2 separate regions of the Mus musculus genome follow, and region 1 is linked to region 2. The links are chromatin contacts, called in public HiChIP or PLAC-seq maps. All regions are on one chromosome and are shown on one strand. The core of a region is the stretch at or near the end of the contact, and the rest is flanking DNA. Distances in the headings are between cores, read along the strand shown.

Region 1 (3,095 bases), core at 462-2,961, 1.1 Mb after region 2:
GGCCAGGTCACCCCCGGCCTGAGGGGCCGGGGGGAGGGGGAGTCTGTGCTGGAAAAGGAGAGAATAAGGTCATGGAAGAAGCCCCCACATTAACCCAAGATGAGGAGCTTGGTGTGATAAAAGGGGTTTAGAACTCAGTGCTGACATCTGGGAAAGATGAAGAAAATGTGGAACTAGAATGTGACAGCAGAACCAGAGAACAGAGATGAAAGAACATAGTACCAGGAACCAACATGAGTGGGGAGACAAGACAGAACAGGGTGCTCAGAAGAAAGGGATGAGTGGGGGATGCTCACAGTGCTGGAGCATTCCCTAGGGCAGGAAGCTGGATCCTGCATGTCTAACCTAGATTCTCACAGGCCCTGACCGACCTGAGAGAGAGTAGGTGAGGTCAGTTAGTAGATCTATTTCTCCACGGAAAAATCAAACAGAAAAAAGAACTCAGGGTACGTTTAGGAAGGGAGAGCAAGGCTAGAGGGAAGGGTAGGCAAGTTGTGAGAGCTGGGGCTCTGGTCCTAGGAGGAGGATGGCTTGGCAAGAAAACCTGGATGCTGAAGGAAAGCAGATCTAAGTCCAAGTCCGGTAACAAGCTGGGCCTTTGAAGACACACCCCAATTTCCTTCTCTCTCTGACTTTTTCTAAGAGGAAGGGTAGAGCTGATAACTGACCTCATGTGCTCTCTCTCAGGTTGGTCAGGGGCTGGGAGAATTTGGAATAGACATGTTGGAGTAAGCTTCCGGGTGGGACATGCCGGCTTCCTCTTTGCAGCTAGAATTCTACTTCACCCTAACACTCCTATTTCCCCAACCTCTGCTTCTTCTCTGGCTCCCAGCCTACCATATCCCCTCTACTGCTCTGGCTCCAGCCTGAGCCTCCGCCCTCTTGAGGAACAGATGGGAGCTGGAGGAGGCTCTCTGCGCGGGTTCTGCCAGGTGTCCGGGGATGGAGAGGGGGTGGAAGCCCATTCAGGATCGGATCGGAGGTGTGCAGAGAGGCTAGGGTTGGGATAAAAAGTCCACCCCAGGGTGCAGGTGCGCAGCTCTGGCTAGGCAGTTTGCCAGGGTGCAGAGCTGGAGCCGGATGAGACTGCGGGCCTGAGAGCGGTGGTCTAAGACTGTCGCCGGGGGTGGGATGCTCTCCCCAAAGGGGGCAGGGGTCCTGGGAGAACCCCGGAGGTGGGAGGGGGTCCCGCCCGCAAACCCGGATGTTCTGGAGAAGCAGCTGAGCAGAGTTCATGAACACCTGGCAGCAAGGGGCAGTGCGGGAGACCGGGGAGGGGGTCTGGGGACTCTCCCCGCACTCTCTGATCCGTGAAGGGGCCCTGCGCCTAGCGGCGCCCCCTGGCGCGGGGAAAGAGGACGGAAGCGGTGAGGTGGGGGCAAACGGGGTGGAGGGACGGTGGTCCCCAGCGCCGCGCTCCACACCCGGGCCGCGTGGAGCTGCGCCCCCTGGCGCGGGGGCGGAGAGGCGGGCTAGAGGCCCTGGCTCTTACCTCCCGGGGTCCCGCGGGTGACGGCGGCAGCGGCCATTCTACCCCAAACCGACCCCCCCTAGCGCCGGCTGACAGCGGCGTTCGACGTCAGTGCGCACGGGGCGGGGCCTCCCAATTAAGGGAACGGGGGTCGGGAAGGGAACCTGGGGTCAGCACACTTGGGACTCTGGGCCAGTCTACGAGACGCGCTGCTGGACCGTCCCTAAAGAGGCAATAGCGCTGAGGAGAACCGGGATCCGGAGGCGGAAGCTCGGCCGATTGACGTGACTTGTGGGCGCAGGAGGATGGGGCGTGGGCAGAGGTCCAGGGCCAGAGCCCTGGAGGCAAAGGAGAGTGCTTGAGAATGCAGAATTCTTCTGGCCTCGGGCGAGACTCGGCAAATTTAGGGACCTAGCCTAACTTCATTGTCCTGAATCCTCAAAAAAATCAACGGAGTCCGCCTTTTCATTCCCCTTCCATCACTACCTCGCACAGAAACAAGACTATTTGGTGCTCTTTAATAACAGAACAGAGAGAACACAAGACCAGGTTCTGGCCTAGAGAAAAACCCGGCTGCGAGTGTACTGGGCAGTTAGATAGGAACTCAAGTGGGCTGTGAATGCCTACGCTATGGGATGGAGACAACAGAGATAGAAAACATCCGCTCTGAAGCCAGCACTAGGGAGTCCTGATGTTTGAATTGATCTTGGGTCCCGTAGCTTGGGCCTGGATGATTTCCCACTACTCCTCAGACTCCAACTCCATCGCCTGGGGATCGTAAACGGGGTTCTTTCTGGCTGTAGCAGTGCTGTAGGTCAAAGAGCTTAGCTGCCCAGAGGCATAAGTCCCCTGCTGGCCTACAGGAGTCCAGGGAGTCCAAAGCAGCTGTAGGTGAGAGCAATTGAGAGCAAGGGGATAAGAAAAGCAAGAATGGAAAAACAGGACTCTCTCCAGATTTCTTAATTGCCAAATTCAGGCACATACCCTCAAAAGCTCAGTTTCTTGACCACTTTTCGTCCTTAAACCAGCTATCCTACCTGGCTCTTGGCTTCTGCCACATCCCCATTTGATTATGAATTGACTTCCTCCCTAACCTTACTGTGTTCCTCTCCAGTTTTACCTGATCTCTGGGAGTGACAGAATAAGTCTCTTTCTGTGGATAGGTTGCCCTCTCTTCTTCCACGTCAAAGTATTTTGTAGTGCTTAGGAGTTCAAAGCCCTCTTCAAGTGCTGGAAGTTCAGGTGTAGCATCAGAGCTGCCCCACTGGGCCCTCTTCAGTCTGTGGAGACATTAGATGGAGGAGACTAGTGCCTGGAGGTCAGTCTTCCAGTCTCTTCATCCCTCACCCCTGGCCTGAAGCACTTCTTGCTGAGAATCACAGGTGCTACCACTGACCTTCAATTCACCCCAACTTTTTGTTCTTCACAGACAAGAATTTTTGATCCAGGGGCCAAACAGTGACCCCCAATTAACGATGTGCTTTCTTGTAATCATGGGCCATGTCACGCCTTCCAGCTTATATGACTTCCATCCCTCAATTGCTTCTTTCCATACTATAGAAATCATGTTTGAGAGTCAGCAAGGTGACTTAGCAGGTAAAGGTATTGGCCACCAAGCCTGATG
Region 2 (3,055 bases), core at 366-2,865:
ATTCGTTTCTTCTCCGGGAAGACTCGCATGTTCAGAAACATCTTGCTCCTCGATTCCAGGACTCAACTCACTGGAAGTATTAAATTCTACTTCCAGAGGTACAGAGTCCCCTTGTTGAAGCTCCTGGGACACAACCAAGCTAGCCACGGGATCTGTGGCTAGCTGGGGTTGGTCATCACCACCGCATGGCGGAGGCACCGGTTCAAAGTCTGTATTTTTCTCCGCTGGGGAACCTTGGGGTACCGGAGCTGGGGCCAGGTCAGGAGGGAGGCTATCCGGAGCTAAGAGTCGCTCCTCCGACGTCTTCATTCTGTAGAGTAAGCCCCCGGAAGGCAGAGGTCGGGCAAGTCTCGCTGAGCCGGCTACCAGCTGCCGAGGCTAGAGTGCATTACCGTTCCCAGGGATGCTCAGAGACCGGAGTCCGCTTTCCTCTTCCGGAAAATGTAAGCCGAACCTAAAGCAATCACCAGGGAACGAGTGTCCAAAGCCAAGCGCCTAGGGTCGCTAGGCGCCGCCAGGGCTTCTTGCTCTCGCGGGAGTCGGGCCACCTTCCGATAGGCTCTCCGCATCCTCCTCCGATTCCGAGCGGGAAGGCGGGAAGGAACGACTTTGCCTACACCTCAAGCGCTGGAGAATTCCTAGAGGTTTCTGGGAGTTGTAGTCTGAACTCTGGGCCTTGGCGAAAACTACACGAGCGCCCCCTACCGTCCCCTGGGGGTAATTCTTAAAGCGCCTATCCTCCCTGGCCTGCAGAGGGCGCATAATTTCTACAGTTTTTGCCCCTCTTGACTATCTTGTTTTGAATCCCGTAACCTCAGGTTTCCTTTCTCCCCATCTCTCCCCCCTTCTTGTTCCTCTCTTTCCCTTTCTCCCCCGCCCTCCCTTCATTCATTCGACATTTATTATCAAGTTCTTACTGCCTAACCCAGGACTATACAAGGCATTGGGAAAAAAATAGCAATGTTTTCTAGTTCTTAATCTCCATAAAGTTTTCGTTGCTGTGCAATTAAAGGCTGTGAAAACAGTCTTTACAGAGAGTGATAAGGACTGTACAGGAAATTAAACACGGTGGTGCGATACCAAGTATCTCGGAGAACACGTTAGATTGAGATACTATGAAAAGCCTTTCTAAAGTGACATTTTAGCTAATGAGGGGAAAAAGAACTTAGGGGCCCGTGTTGGTTCATCCCTGTACTTGGAAGGCCTAAAGCAGGAAGACGGCCGCGAATTCCAGGCCAGCCTTGGCTACAAAGACTCTGTCTTAAAAATCCAAAAAGATGGCTATGACTATCTAGCTGGATAGGAAAGAGCACAGAGCTCAGAACAGTGGCGGTCCACTTACGATAAAAACTTAATTCTTTCCACTCTTTATACTTGACACAGAGGCAGGAGTCCTCCGAATCGGTTTCCACCCATTTTGCCCTCACAGCTCTATATCTTAGACGACTTTTCACAAAGCGTTCCTGCTGAGGGCAACATCTCAGGGAGAATCCTGACTCTGCAAGTCCCCGCCTCCATTTCTTGCCCTCAACCCACGGAAGGACTTGCCCTTACTTGTTATGGCGACTATCCAGCTTTGTGCCAGGAGTCTCGCGGGGGTTGCTGGGATTGGGACTTTCCCCTCCCACGTGCTCACCCTGGCTAAAGTTCTGTAGCTTCAGTTCATTGGGACCATCCTGGCTGTAGGTAGCGACTACAGTTAGGGGGCACCTAGCATTCAGGCCCTCATCCTCCTCCTTCCCAGCAGGGTGTCACGCTTCTCCGAAGACTGGGTAAGTAATTGATGAGCGTGACGAGACCTCTCGGTCACTGGCTCTCTCCGTTTGCATCCATAAAACTAGAGAAAACCGTGGGGTTTGGGGGTGGGGCAGTGGGGGGACTCAGCGCGATGGAGATGGGCGGAATGGAAGCTTGGCGGGCGGGATGAACGGGAGTGTATATGTCAGATGCTGTAGTGAGGGTAGCTGATGATGATGATGTTAGGACCGACGAGCCTCACTGTCATGCACCTGCAAAGTAGAGCATATAGGGACCACTGAGATGGCCTAAGGGGTTTTCTCTCCGCTACGCGTTGTACACACTTATCTGCCCGCTGCTAGGTGATGGAAGCTCCGGAAATAACATGCACAAAGCACCAGGATTTAAGATTTTTCGAGATTCATAGCTTAAGACTTAAGACCCCCCATAGCATCCTAATGAAACCCTGGGTTCCGTTCCTGGATGAGATCGGGGTGATCCGGGGAGCCTTAGCTGCTAAGGTCCCGCAACTTCCGGACCTTTGTCCCTGGAGTGATTTCTTTTTTTTTCCAGCCGCTTCTCGACCCTGCTAGATGAAGAAAATCCAAGAAAAGCCTGAAGCACTAGCGGTGCTAGCCAGAAGTATTTGCCCTCGGGGCCCGACTCAGCCTCTTGGTCTGAAAGGCCCGCCGGCCCTGTTATTGTTTGGCTCCTTTACGTTTCTGCCGCTTGCAGGAGCATTTCCGGTTTCTTGTTTTCGGAGCAGATCACTGCTCGCCCGGCGACGGGGGAGTAGCGAAAGGGGAGAAATGGATTCTAGGCTGGTTCTGTGGTTTGAGGAGGAAAACTGCTGTCCTCGACATCTTATTTTTCTGGATTACTTGGTTATTGCTTTTGCAAAGGAGGAGGTGTTTATTTAAAAGAGTGCGCCGATAGGTCGTTTCTTCCTGCCGGAAAAGCAAATTACCGAGTATCCGGTTTTAGGGTGAGCCATTCCCTTGCTTAACGCATTCCGCGCGTCCTGAAAGCGGAAGGGGCGGGCTTGGGCCCCGGGCGCCCGGCGGTCCTAAGTGCAGTCAGCCCGCACCATCCGGTTCTTCCCAGCGGGAGGTGGCGGGACTCTGCCTGGGCGTGGGCTATGCCTGTCCCCGCCACTTCAATTTTTAGAACAGGTCATTTCATTACAGTTTCTTATCGCGCACCAGACATCGTGCGTGCCTTTTTTTCTTTTGTAAAAATACTATTTCCACACTGCACTTGGATCGGGAAGTAAATTTTTTTGTCCATCTGAAGATTTAGTTTCGGTCTAAAGAATAAA

The links. HiChIP or PLAC-seq counts read pairs in DNA pulled down with a chosen protein or histone mark.
Region 1: a contact with region 2 is called in an HNF4G HiChIP or PLAC-seq map of pancreatic cancer cells. The contact joins the promoter of Camta2 here to the promoter of Trp53 in region 2. A contact is called at or near these places in 1 of 39 promoter capture datasets (pre-B cells) and 1 of 115 datasets of contacts at active chromatin or transcription factors (pancreatic cancer cells).

Annotation. Positions count from the first base shown.
Region 1 is chr11:70,686,394-70,689,488 of GRCm38.p6, forward strand. It overlaps Camta2 (calmodulin binding transcription activator 2), which reads right to left and starts at 1,712. Exons shown (of 23, transcript NM_001190376.1): 1 at 1,493-1,712; 2 at 1-48. Inca1 (inhibitor of CDK, cyclin A1 interacting protein 1) reads right to left here. Exons shown (of 7, transcript NM_001252484.1): 6 at 2,592-2,751; 7 at 1,968-2,356. The coding sequence ends at 2,213.
Region 2 is chr11:69,578,744-69,581,798 of GRCm38.p6, forward strand. Trp53 (transformation related protein 53) reads left to right here and starts at 1,616. Exons shown (of 11, transcript NM_011640.3): 1 at 1,616-1,772. It overlaps Wrap53 (WD repeat containing, antisense to Trp53), which reads right to left and starts at 506. Exons shown (of 10, transcript NM_144824.3): 1 at 1-506. The coding sequence starts at 309.